Regions from separate parts of the Zea mays genome. Here region 2 is linked to region 1. Evidence: chromatin contacts called from public Hi-C data. All regions are on one chromosome and are shown on one strand. The core of a region is the stretch at or near the end of the contact, and the rest is flanking DNA. Distances in the headings are between cores, read along the strand shown.

Region 1 (5,848 bases), core at 1,368-3,867:
GCATATACTTATATTTATAACATGCAAATACAATGCTATTCATTTGAAGGAAATTAGGGCTAAAGTTAGTACCTTAGTACCTTAGATCCATTAGCACTAAAAGGTAGCAGCTAAAGTTAGTACTAGTAGATCCAAACAGTCCTGCTAATAAATCTGCTAATTATTAGCTGAAGGGCTGCTAAGTATTAGTTCCATTAGCAGGTTTGGAGTTGCTAATAGGTGCCAATAGTTCATGTTACACTTTCAAATCACTGTCCAACCACCTATTAGCAGGTGGATCCAAACAGCCTCCTGCTAAAACTTAGCTAGCTAAAAAATAGCCGCTATTAGCTAGCTAACTTTAAGTGCTAGCAGATCCAAGCAAGCCCTAAGCTGATTTCTTAGTTGAATTCCAACTATCAAGGTGCACCAATGTGTAGCCTTTGGGAACACCAAACATTTCTTGTATTGCTATACATAATACTACCGAACTTACCAAGCCTGTAAATTTAAGGTAATTTGAGGAAGAGATTGAGATATTCAGTAGATTGACCTTTTCTTTTATTAGTCGACTATATTCTTGAGGAGCGTCTTTGAACTTCACCTCAGCAACATATTTACCAATATGAATTCTTTGTGATAGAACCTACAAGAGACAAACCTTGTATGTTACAGGCATACAGCAATTGTCAATTTCCAATTAAAAGGCTGGCAATTTGCATTTATTCCTGTAGTTAAAGAAATTTTAACATAAACTCATACCTGCAGACACGCTAAATCCAGTGCAACTGTTTGTGCATAGCTGCCATCATCACCATCAACAGTGAATAACGGGAGCAATTCATCAAAATACATTTTCCATATTGCATCATTCACGGTGACCAATGAAGCAAAAGGGTGCAAGACCTAATAAAAAGCAATAGAAGTTCAGCATCTCAGCAATTATCATATCATCAGTTCTTGATATTGCAAGGTTAATGCCTGATGATGTGCACCTTTGGGGAAGGCTTTGTAGGAAAGAGAGGTGAGGGTAGATCTTGAGGGAAGAATGGAACATCTTCTGGCTTTTGATAATGTCCAGCCTACAAGAACTCACATTTGTATTGAGAGATTGCACAAGAGTGTTAACTATTGCAGTATACAAAAATTCACACATGTATTCAGATTGCGAAGAAGATATCACAGAATGTTATTGCTGCAGTATATGTGCAGCAATACCACCAGTAGCCTCTAAACCCTCTGTGATATTTGGCTTGGGTAAGAACATTCTTAACCACTTAAATAAATGTTTTGGCATTCTCCTTGTCCAGTGAAATATCAGTAAACAATGATTGATCATATTAGTTACTCAGTTAGATAAATAACAAGAAGTACATTTTATTTTTTTCGTGCCAAGTGAATTTGAAACGAACAAATAGAGATAGGATTCAGTTCTTCAAATCAACACAGTGGAAAGCCATGTAGAGAAGTGTCAAGGGTGCTCAAAGAACCAAATCCATCTCTACCCCGGTAAGATCTGGGTTTCATCAAGGAGTGATTGCATATAATGTGAACCTAAAAGAAGAAGCACTTATTTCGTACTGAAGTTTTACAGCTGGTTTACTTTACTAGTTAGATCAAACCTAAGTGCTTAAGGGCATCTAGCGTAATGGTTAATGCTTCCGAGTACCACCTCTAGGTCCTGTCTTCTCGATCCCCCTCGAGGGCAAATTTCTGACTTGGTTAAAAAAATCCCTTTGTTGTGCCTCACCCGCCCACCCTTCGGTTGGTCGTTGCAGAGTGGATGGGGCCACGGTTCGAGAATTTTCTCGACCGTAATCATGTTTCGATCTATTTTTAAATATAATATCAGGAGGACGGTCTTTCTCTCTCCGACCAAATTTTTTTTAGATCAAACCTAAGTTGAGCATTTCACCAGACAAAAATAGGTAATCTGCAATGGCGATAACTGTAGCCTCTACGTTTCAGCTGAATTCCAAACACAACCAACGGGGGTGTCTAGGCGTTTAAAAATCTTGCCACCTTGAATCATAGGTAAGCTGACCACGTTTACAATAACAAACGATAGGTTCTGCCCGACCAAGAACTTGAGAGCGCAGTGGTTTGGCCCCATCCGCGTAGTTCCTCATCCAGGCAAGGCAATACAAGTCTTAATAACAGAGGAAACTGAGGGACGAACAAGAAAAGCACGAAAAAGGAAGAGGCTTGCCTTTGCGTTGAGGGCCTCTGCTTCCCGGACGAAGAACTCCACGAGCGAATGTTCTCCAGCGGTGGCGGCGGGCGCGTAGGCTGGCGCGTTCCGCGGATGCCGGGCGCGCTCGATGAGCGCGAACACCACGGAGTCCTCCAGCCGCACCAGCGCGTCGCGCACCGCGGCCAGGCTTAGCTGGTCGCCGCCCGCCGCGTCCATAGCGAGTAATGGATCGGAGTGTCGGAGGGAGGGCTAGAACGAATGGGGGTCGGTCGTCAGCCAAGCGTGAACTGCGGCCTGCTGGTGGGTTGCCTGGTGCAGTGGGGAAAGGCGCGTGGTTTGGGCCTCCCACACGGCGGTGGTGGTTGCAGTGGTGTTGACGCGGATGGCGAGTCGGCGACTTGTGGTCAGTCCACCCGTCCAGACCGTTGGTGGAAATGGTCGGAGTGGCCAATCACCAATGGGACCCAAGATGACCGGTTTTCTCCATCTCCAAGCTCCAAGTGCAGTACTGCAGTGACCGCTCAAGCGTGGAAACAGAAAAAAGACATGGTCAGCGGCTGATCAAGCCTAACACCAACTATAGCAGCGTGGAATGGAGTATTTGAGAGATTTGAGGTGTGTAAGCGTGAGTATGCGTGATATGGTGGCGGGTATAAATATCCTTGTAATCGAACGACCAGACATTCAAAAAAACTACTATTACTGAATCAAAAACACTGAAATAACAAAACAGTATTGTTGATAGTCACCTAGAAGCGGTGAATATGTGATACCTGAAATTCACAACTTAAACACAAACTTGGCACACAAATTAAAAGTTAGTACAAAACTAGATCCATAAGAGTGAGAAGGAGAGAAGTTCTTGCACTTGGTTGCTCACAACATTGCGGAATTAATTTGAGCAATATTACATGTGAAAAATGAAACAAGAACTTAAGAGTGAATCCTAATGAAAATAGAGCACACAAGACACAATGATTTTTCTCGTGGCTCCATCAAGCCTCAAATGCTTGTCTACTCCATGTTGTGGTGTCTCAACTGACGAGGGTTGCACTCAATATCTCTCAAGTGATCCAATGATCACCTTAAGCCCACAATCTTCATTATCAAATATAGATCTCCTCGCAAGGATCTCCACAGATCGGAGTCTCTTGCAGTCATACACAAGTTCAATAGAAGTTGCAACTCCAAATAACAGCAAGAGGGAGGAGTAGAACACAACGCAAGAGCAAAACACAGCCACACGACATAAGAATGCAGATCTCGAAAGCACGCTCTCACAAGAATGTCTAGAACTACTCAGAACAGTGATCAGGTCTATGTAGAATGACAAGAATGTGTTGTGGTAGCCATTGGAGTTTCCTCCAAAAACTGCTCTGCGCAGTGGCGCACTAGATCAGTCCGGTGCACCACCGGACCGAGAAGAGTAGTAAGCCTCTGGTATCTTGATTGGGACCTTCCAATTTGGGCCATCACGTGTTGCCCTACCGTTGATGTAATCGTTACGCACTGAAGTAGTCGTTACCACGTGAAAGGGAAATAGCCTCAACCATCTCCTATAATCGATTTTGGTGTTTGACGACCATCACAAAACTTATGGACTAACTAGTTTGCCTAGTTGGTCTTTTCTCCGATGCATAAAGTTCATATACATTTGTAAGGAAAATGGACCCTTAGGTCGTTTCTATAAATATGGGGCGAATCAGACTTGCACCAGCCTGCAATGCACCGGACAGTGTTCGGTGCCTAGGCTGGTGCGCCCAACGGACAGACCGCTCTCGGAAAAAACTCAGCGCTCCGCGGCTATAATTCACCGGACTGTCCGGTGTGCACCGAACTGTCCGGTGAGCCCACGGCCAACGGTCAACTTCGCCAATGGTCGACTGCCACCGGAGTCAGAAACCGTCAGAAAGTCATAAACGGTCAGGCGTCAGGTCGCACCGGACTGTCCGGTGCGCCACAGGGGCAGGCGGATCCAACGAATGACTGCTACACATGCCAACGGTCGAGTGACGTGGCAGGCACCGGACAATGAATAGTGTCGTGTACGGTGTGCACCGGACTGTCTGGTGCACCCGTCTACAGAAAGCTGCTCCTTTCTCTCCAACGGTTATAATTGTGGTGGGGGTTATAAATACAACCCCAACCACCTCCATTCAGCACACCCAAGCATTCAATGCATCCACATTCAATACAAGAGCAAGGAATTCATTCCAAGACACATTCAAAGCTTCCAATCATCTCCAAGTCCCACAATTAAGACAAGGGATCAATAGTGATTAGTGACTTGAGATAGTGTGATTCGTGTTTTATTTGTTGCTCTTGTTGCTTGACTTTTTAATCATGCTTTCTTCATCTCCTTCTAAACTCTCTAAGTGACTTGTAAAGCTAGCAAGAGACACCTTAGTGTGTGGTGATCCTTGCGGGATCTTTGTGATCCTTGAGATTAAGAAGAAGCACTCAATCGGTCTAGATGATCGGTTGAGAGAGGGAACCGAACCTCGGGAAACAAATCGTTGTGTTCATTTGCTTTGATCATTAACTTGTGATTTGATTCTCCCTCTCCCCTCTCTCTAAAAGTTCTCTTGCTCACAATCCTATGAGTTAGCTCCCAAAGTTATCTACATTGATTGAACAACTCATAGCAAGAAGAACTCTCTTCCGCACTCCGTATTCATTATTATTTGTTTCTAATCCTAACCCTAGGTGAAGTACGTGTTCAAAGTGTATAATTTACAGGTTTCATCTATTCACCCCCCCCCCATCTAGGAGACTTTCAATTGCTATCAAAGCCCAGTACTTCATTAGAGTCTAACAACTAGAAGTAATGTCGGGAGAACACGCCAAAAGGGAGATGATCACCGGGGGAAAGCCCGGATCTTCGTGAGAGAAAAATGAAGAAAAGACTCCGTCAAAGGAGGGCGGCTGTTGGGAGTATGCTTCGTAGCCGAAGATCCTAAAAAAAGAGAACACCTTCGGTAGATCCTCTCAAGAGCAGCGCCGAAGCTATCGCCTATAAAGCTTCGGCATAGTGACATGCCTCAAGACGAAGGGGTGAACCGACTTAAAGATGAAATGACCTAAAAGACCCATGATGTTCTGTGTCTTTATTGTAGTCGATTGTAAAGGGCATAAATGTAATTATACACAGGCTGCGCTCTATGCCTATAAATAGGTGAACAGTACCCCTGTACTGTTCACGCAATCTTGTAATCGCTGACACATTACACTGGAATTATTGCTTTCTGCCAAGGCGAAGGTATAAATGTACCTAAATATTATGTTTTAATATTTAGGTTTGTATAATAAAATATGTGAATAATATTATCTGTTTTTGGTACATCTTTCTCTAATGTTTTATATTTTATATTTCATTTTACATTGTCTTATAAGCCTGATCACGAAGTTGTGACCTTCGTGATATTTTGCTCATGGCCTTCGTCCGAAGTTCATTAAATCCTTGGGGAGATAATGCTTCAGCGGATGAAGGGCATTAATATAACATTTTATGTTGCCTTGTTCTTAATTCATAGCATTTAAGAACAAGTCCCCAACAGCGGCCACAAGCACAAGGAAAAAGATGAATCCGCCGGCTCCATCAAGTCACACAAGAAGGGCGATAAGAAGAAAAAGAAGATGAAGAAGGTTGTCTACTACGAGACCGATTCTTCCATG
Region 2 (5,848 bases), core at 2,080-4,579, 780 kb after region 1:
CTCGGTCCCGTTCTCGCGACCTAAGCTCCGCCATAGTGCTTGTTAGGTTCTCCCCAACAGCCCTAGCCTGCCCAGACCGCCCCAGAACCCCCAGATCCCTGGCCTTCCTCGTCTCCGGTGGCTACGCCACCACGGGCACGAGCGGCGCTGCCCTTGGTCGGTCAGAGACTGTTAAGTCCCTGGACGCCCGATCTTGGCCGCCCACCCTTGTTCCGATGGCCTAGATCTTCGAGTAACTATTCGCGTGGTTCGTTGAACCAGGACCCTTGATCTCCGATCCAGCGGCCAAAGCTCCCGCGCCCTCAGCGCGCCACTAGTATGTGGGCCCCACACGTCGGCATCGCGCCTTGCCCCGGGTCCACCTGTCAGGTGCTCGTGTCCCGCACGCCCGCGCTTTCGCCCGCTGTTTCTAATCTCGGACGTTGATCCGAGATCCAACGACCGAGGAGACCCGATACCCCTTTGGTTTTGCCGTTTTGTAAAAAGAACAATCGATTCTCTGGTAATAGAACTCGCCGTCCTTTATTCTTATGGTCGTGCCTCTGGTTTCTTGTAGAAAGAACCCCAGGTTTGTTTTGAATTAGAAAAATAGGTTTAATTTAGGGTTTTGAATTCCAAAACTTGTGAATTTCATATCTTTTGCATATGAACTCCAAATTGGATGGTTCAAATTGCAAAATGTTCATAACATTATTCTCTATCTGTTTAAATTATGTTCATTCATTGTTTCCATGTCCCAATTTTATGATTAGTCTCTAGGCTATTGTAAGGTTATAGGAATGTCATTGGAAATAAAATAAAAAGGTAAAACCGTAAGGAATAGTCAATTGATCAACTTTGTGGAAATAATCTCATTTAATATATGATCCCATCTCTGGAATAACTTTAATTAAATAAGTAATATATTAAGATAGACCTAGTTAGGGAAGTAATTTACTGAGATAAACTTAGTCAGAGAACAGTAGACCCTTAAACATAGTGATCTACCCTAGAACCTAGAGTTTACTTGTGTACCTGTACTTTTCTACTAAACATGTGTTTGATCTGTTGAATATGTTTGGTGTAATGTTCTTTGTTGTTCCCCAAGTGTGTTGAATGAATGATTGCTTTGCGTAGACAACAAGCAGTCCGTGGTTCCCGAGTGTGTTGCAGGAGACTTCCCTGAGGAGCAACCTGGTGAAGGCAAGTGTCCTCTGACCCATTATGTCCTACTTATTTTATAATTCATTGTCCTGCATACTATGATCAACCTAAGGATTGACTAGTATTCTATTTTCCTGTCCTTGGTTACCCTTTGGGAACTGGCTATTATGATTAGTATTATGCTACTGCTTTACTTTAATCAATGAACTTGATGAGAATATTTATGATACGATGATGTTATTCTGGTATTAATGATGAACTTGTGATACTTTAGGTGCCTCGGGCTGTTTCCCGAGTACCTCTCCATAAGGACTTGTTTATTGGATGACCACCCGGGAAAAAAACACAACCATGAGGGTGGAATGGGACGCCCTTAGCTGATTAATTAGATGAACTTGAGGTGTAGTCGGCTTCATCGTTGTGCCATCAATGGGGTCTGGGCACAATACTTGCTCTGTTGAGGTTCTTTCATGTTGCTTTTGTTAGTCACCCTTCCTGTCGGGAGAGGTACTGTGTTTATCAAACTGGAGAAACCTAATTGACGATTATGACCCCTGGGAATATTTGTAAAGGCTACGTAGTGAATCCCTGGACATTCACCTGGGTAGTGAAGATCGGGTCTATACAACCCAGGCTGGGAAGGGATCACGACTCGTGCGTAAAGTGTGCAACCTCGGCAGAGTGTTGGAAACTGGTATATTAGTTGTGCCCATGATTATGAGCAGCCTTGTGAGCTCCTTTGATTAGAGTTACTCTGGATACTTTTATGATGATGTTTAATGATGACGATTATAACTATGGTATTTTGGTATTTCCTCTTTGAGGGAGTGCCATTTGGGTAATAACTTGGGTTTATTACTAAAACTTGGTTTTCTATTTAGTAATAAATACCTGACCAACTAAAAGCAACTGATTCAAGCTTAATTCCACATACAGCTAGTCCACTTTAGCCAAACGGGACATTTACTGAGTACGTTGATGTGTACTCACCCTTGCTTTAAAAACCACCCAACATCAGGTTGTCCCTATTGCAATAAGTGCTCAGGAGAAGATGAAGGCAACATGGAGGACTTTCAGGACTTCGACGAATTATAGTTGTGTTTAGTGGTGAACCCCCAGTCAGCTGCCTGTGAAGGCCTTATCGTACTATGTTTCGTGTTCGCACTTTGATCTATGTTAAGTTAATGACTCTGTGGATGTCTTGGACATCATGATGTAATAAGTACTTATTTCCGCTATTATTTTGAGCTATGTGTAATAATGTCCAATTATGTAATCGCTGTGTACGTGAATTTCTAATCCTGGCACGTACATGATTTACATTCGGTTTGTCGTCCAAAACCGGGTGTGACGAGCAGGGATGACAATTAAATGGGGACTAGAGCTGTAAAAGAGCCAGACTCAGCTCGACTCGATGCATGAGCAGGCTGAGCTCGGTTAGATTTAACGTTTCTACGATCTCGAGGTAGAGGCTTGACTCTGGCATGCAAGTCGGCCTGCTTTGCTTCTTGATTCTAGAGAAGATAACTAGTATAGGCAATGCACATGAATAATAAAGCATAGGCTAAGTAAAATCAATTGATCGAGCAATGTAGATAACATATAATGAAAAAAAATTAAGTAGATTTGTGTATCCAAATTTTTGGGCTCTTAGTCTCTATTAAATCAATTTGGACCTAGCTCGTGAGCCAGCTCAAGAGCTTGAACGAGCTGGCTCGACTCTAGCTACATAACAAAAGCCCAAAAACTTGTTGAGAACTATGTTACCACGTATCACTAGATCCGCTTTCTTCGCTCCCGTCACCAGTAGAAGCGCGAGAAGTTATATAACCTCGTTCTCTTTCCTAGCAATCCATACACTCAGAGAACACACAAGACACAATATGTAGGATTGAGTCTCTGGTCTCTTTTTGTCGTTCTCATATTATGAGGGGTATAGGCTTCTTTATATAGAGACGTGAGACCACTCAAGAGTATATTCGGTATTTACCCACATAACCTTTTATTAGGGTTTCTCAACAAAACTAACTTCATTTGGCTCATCTAAGGCTCGGGAGTCGAACCGCTTCTAGCTCAAGTAGTCTCATAAACTTGGAGCTTTTTTCCAATTGAGGACCGCTGCAACCCGACAATATCAGCCGAAAAAAGATTGTGTGTTGGGCAAGAAGCTTACGACCCAGCAGTCACTCCATGACAATGAATCAGCCCATGTAAGACCGTGTATAGGGGCAAGAAGGTTACGGCCCAACAGTCTCTCTATGGCAACGAATGTGGCATTGGCCCAAAAAGTTAAGAAAAACGAATGTGGGCTCGACCCAAAAGTAGAAGTAAAGAAAAAGGAGAACAAATATCGTGGGCAGCAGTGTTACCCCAGGATTAAGTGGGCTAATACGAACATGTACTCTTTCGTTTCGTAATAATAACAAGATAAGTCTACCCATATTTTTGTCTCTTTGTATCTAGGAATGACAATGGTTCGGATTCGAGCTGGGTGGAGAAAAATCTATCCACGGTCGCATATGTGAAGTCTAACTAAACCCACTCACGATCATACCCACGGGTGTAATTCCAAACCCGTACCCGAACTCGTCGGGTTTCAGGTGGGTTTTAGGTCACTCATGGGTTTTCTACATTAAGGACTTTTAAACAATAATTCAACTATAAACAATTAAGTACTAATTCGGTGGCGGAGCCAGGAATTTTGGTTAAGAGGGCCTTTCTGCCATATTATTATATACTAGTTAGTTGCCCATACATTAATAAGGTTTCTATATATCATATAAATAGACTTTGCTCAAATGAGATATTTATTCAAACACGATTATGTTTCTTATTTTAAAATTATTACTATATAGTTACAATATCACTTCTTCATATAACACAAACATACATAAGTTACGGTGGTAGAAGCCAAACACCTCAAACCGAGTGGGTAGGGTTCTAATCTTTGGCACCCCAGTCTGTCTGGTTCAGATATAGAATCCTGAAAATTTGATTATAACTATGAGATGCGAGAAATCTGTTGTGAGCTGATGATTGTAAAAAAACTAAAATTTGTTTGGTTAAAACAAATATCAACTATAGATTCTATAAGAACATGAAAGTTTTGTAACATGAATGACAGAAATCTAGAAAATCTAAGGTAGAAGGTTATTCTGAATTGAACTAGAGAAATTAGTACATTTTTAGCAATCTATTTTACTATTGTACTCGTTTGATTGAGAATCTAGATTTTTGGCAGGAAATCTGGTTCAGAAAGCTAAACCAAACACTCTCTTATATTAGTAGAAATTTATATAACATATAACATTGTAATATCTGCTAGTTATAGTTTATATGCTCACCAAGTAACATATAACACGTCAACTAAGCAACATATATGCACAGGTGCAGGATAGTTCGTAGCGGAAACTGACTAACAACGACACGACAGGAGCCCTCGGTGGGGCGACGCATGGGCATAGAAGGACTACGATACGAGCGTGCAGCAACATATCACGGATTCACGATTTATAAACATGAAGAACGAGATCACGTGATAGGATTTCCGTTTAGTTGCGTATCATGCGTTGTATTTCGTTTGAGCTTTGACCAATTAAGCTTAATTGGACTAATTAATATATGCATATTTTTAAATTTTGTTGGCAGGTGCAGCCCCTGCTTGCCTCCGCCTACCAACAATAATTGAGCTATATCATTAATTTTAAGTCTTCTTATATTGAACAACAACAAATTATTTCATGAATCATTAGCTAAGTTATTTATTCAAAATAATTAACATTAAATAATTAACATTGCATGTTAATCATTTTTACGCAAAATAAAGTGTAAACTAAATTTTGGGATAGGTACAGGTCACCTGTGAGTTAAAATAAAACCTACACCCACACCTCCGGGTCAAAAACTTCATATGTACCAGCACCCGTAGGGTTGGGTACCCGTCAGATTTCACGTTTGCGATTTAAATTGCCATCCCTAGTCATGTTTGCCATCGACTTAGGCATCTTCTTAGGCCTTGATCGCGGATCTTGTCGATGCTTGTTGGGGCGAAGGCGAAGACACTATCCTTCCCTCGGAAGGCTGCACCAACGAAGGCAAGATGACGGTGTGGCCCACCCTCCGTCCTCCTCGCTGCAAGACGAAGGCCTACGACGAAGTCTTCCCATCCCACGTCCTCACACAACCTGGAGGCCCACGTGGGATTCGGCCTATTGTAACAGGCCCCGCACGGAGAAGCGTGTTACAGGCCCGATTTGTAATAGCTTTTCTGTAATGACAGTCTGTAACCCTCTTGTGGGAATATTCTGGGGATAATCCAGGTGCCTGAGGACATAAACGTCCTTACATCGAGACGTTGGGCACTCGGGCACCTATAAATACCCCCGTACAGTGCCCTTGAGAGGCTGGATTAACAGAGCAATTGCCATCTCAAGTTAAACCTTGTTTGCATTCTCCACATTTCCCCGTTGGATCATCTTGCCCAGGAGAGCAAGTTCCAACATTTGGCGCCCACCGTGGGGCTCCGAACAAACCACCCGCGATGGCACCCAAGAGAGCTAGCTCGAAGGCAGCCCCATCCGTCGACGAAGCAGCGAAGGCAGCGCTGCTAGCCGAGAAAAAGGGCAAGGCCCTCGCAGACACCACCCACCAAGAAGCCTGCGAAGACGACGCACTCAGCAAGAGACAGCGCAACAATCAACCAACT

The links. Hi-C and Micro-C count contacts between places; a contact is called where the count stands out from the background.
Region 2: a contact with region 1 is called in a Hi-C map of ear, with 2.0 times the contacts expected there. The contact joins the enhancer-like site here to the promoter of LOC100191856 in region 1. A contact is called at or near these places in 2 of 25 Hi-C or Micro-C datasets (ear and tassel).

The regions. Positions count from the first base shown.
Region 1 is chr5:94,294,761-94,300,608 of Zm-B73-REFERENCE-NAM-5.0, forward strand. LOC100191856 (chorismate mutase) reads right to left here and starts at 2,618. Exons shown (of 5, transcript NM_001137280.2): 1 at 2,189-2,618; 2 at 975-1,061; 3 at 742-885; 4 at 533-625. The coding sequence starts at 2,389.
Region 2 is chr5:95,073,467-95,079,314 of Zm-B73-REFERENCE-NAM-5.0, forward strand. No RefSeq gene overlaps it. Among protein-coding and RNA genes, the nearest start is that of LOC100275772, 54 kb to the right of the region's middle. Within about 2 kb of position 3,330, at least 16 of the 20 cell types and tissues checked have an H3K27ac peak or open chromatin away from gene starts, as enhancers often do. A contact at or near this core is called in ear and tassel, where this site is marked.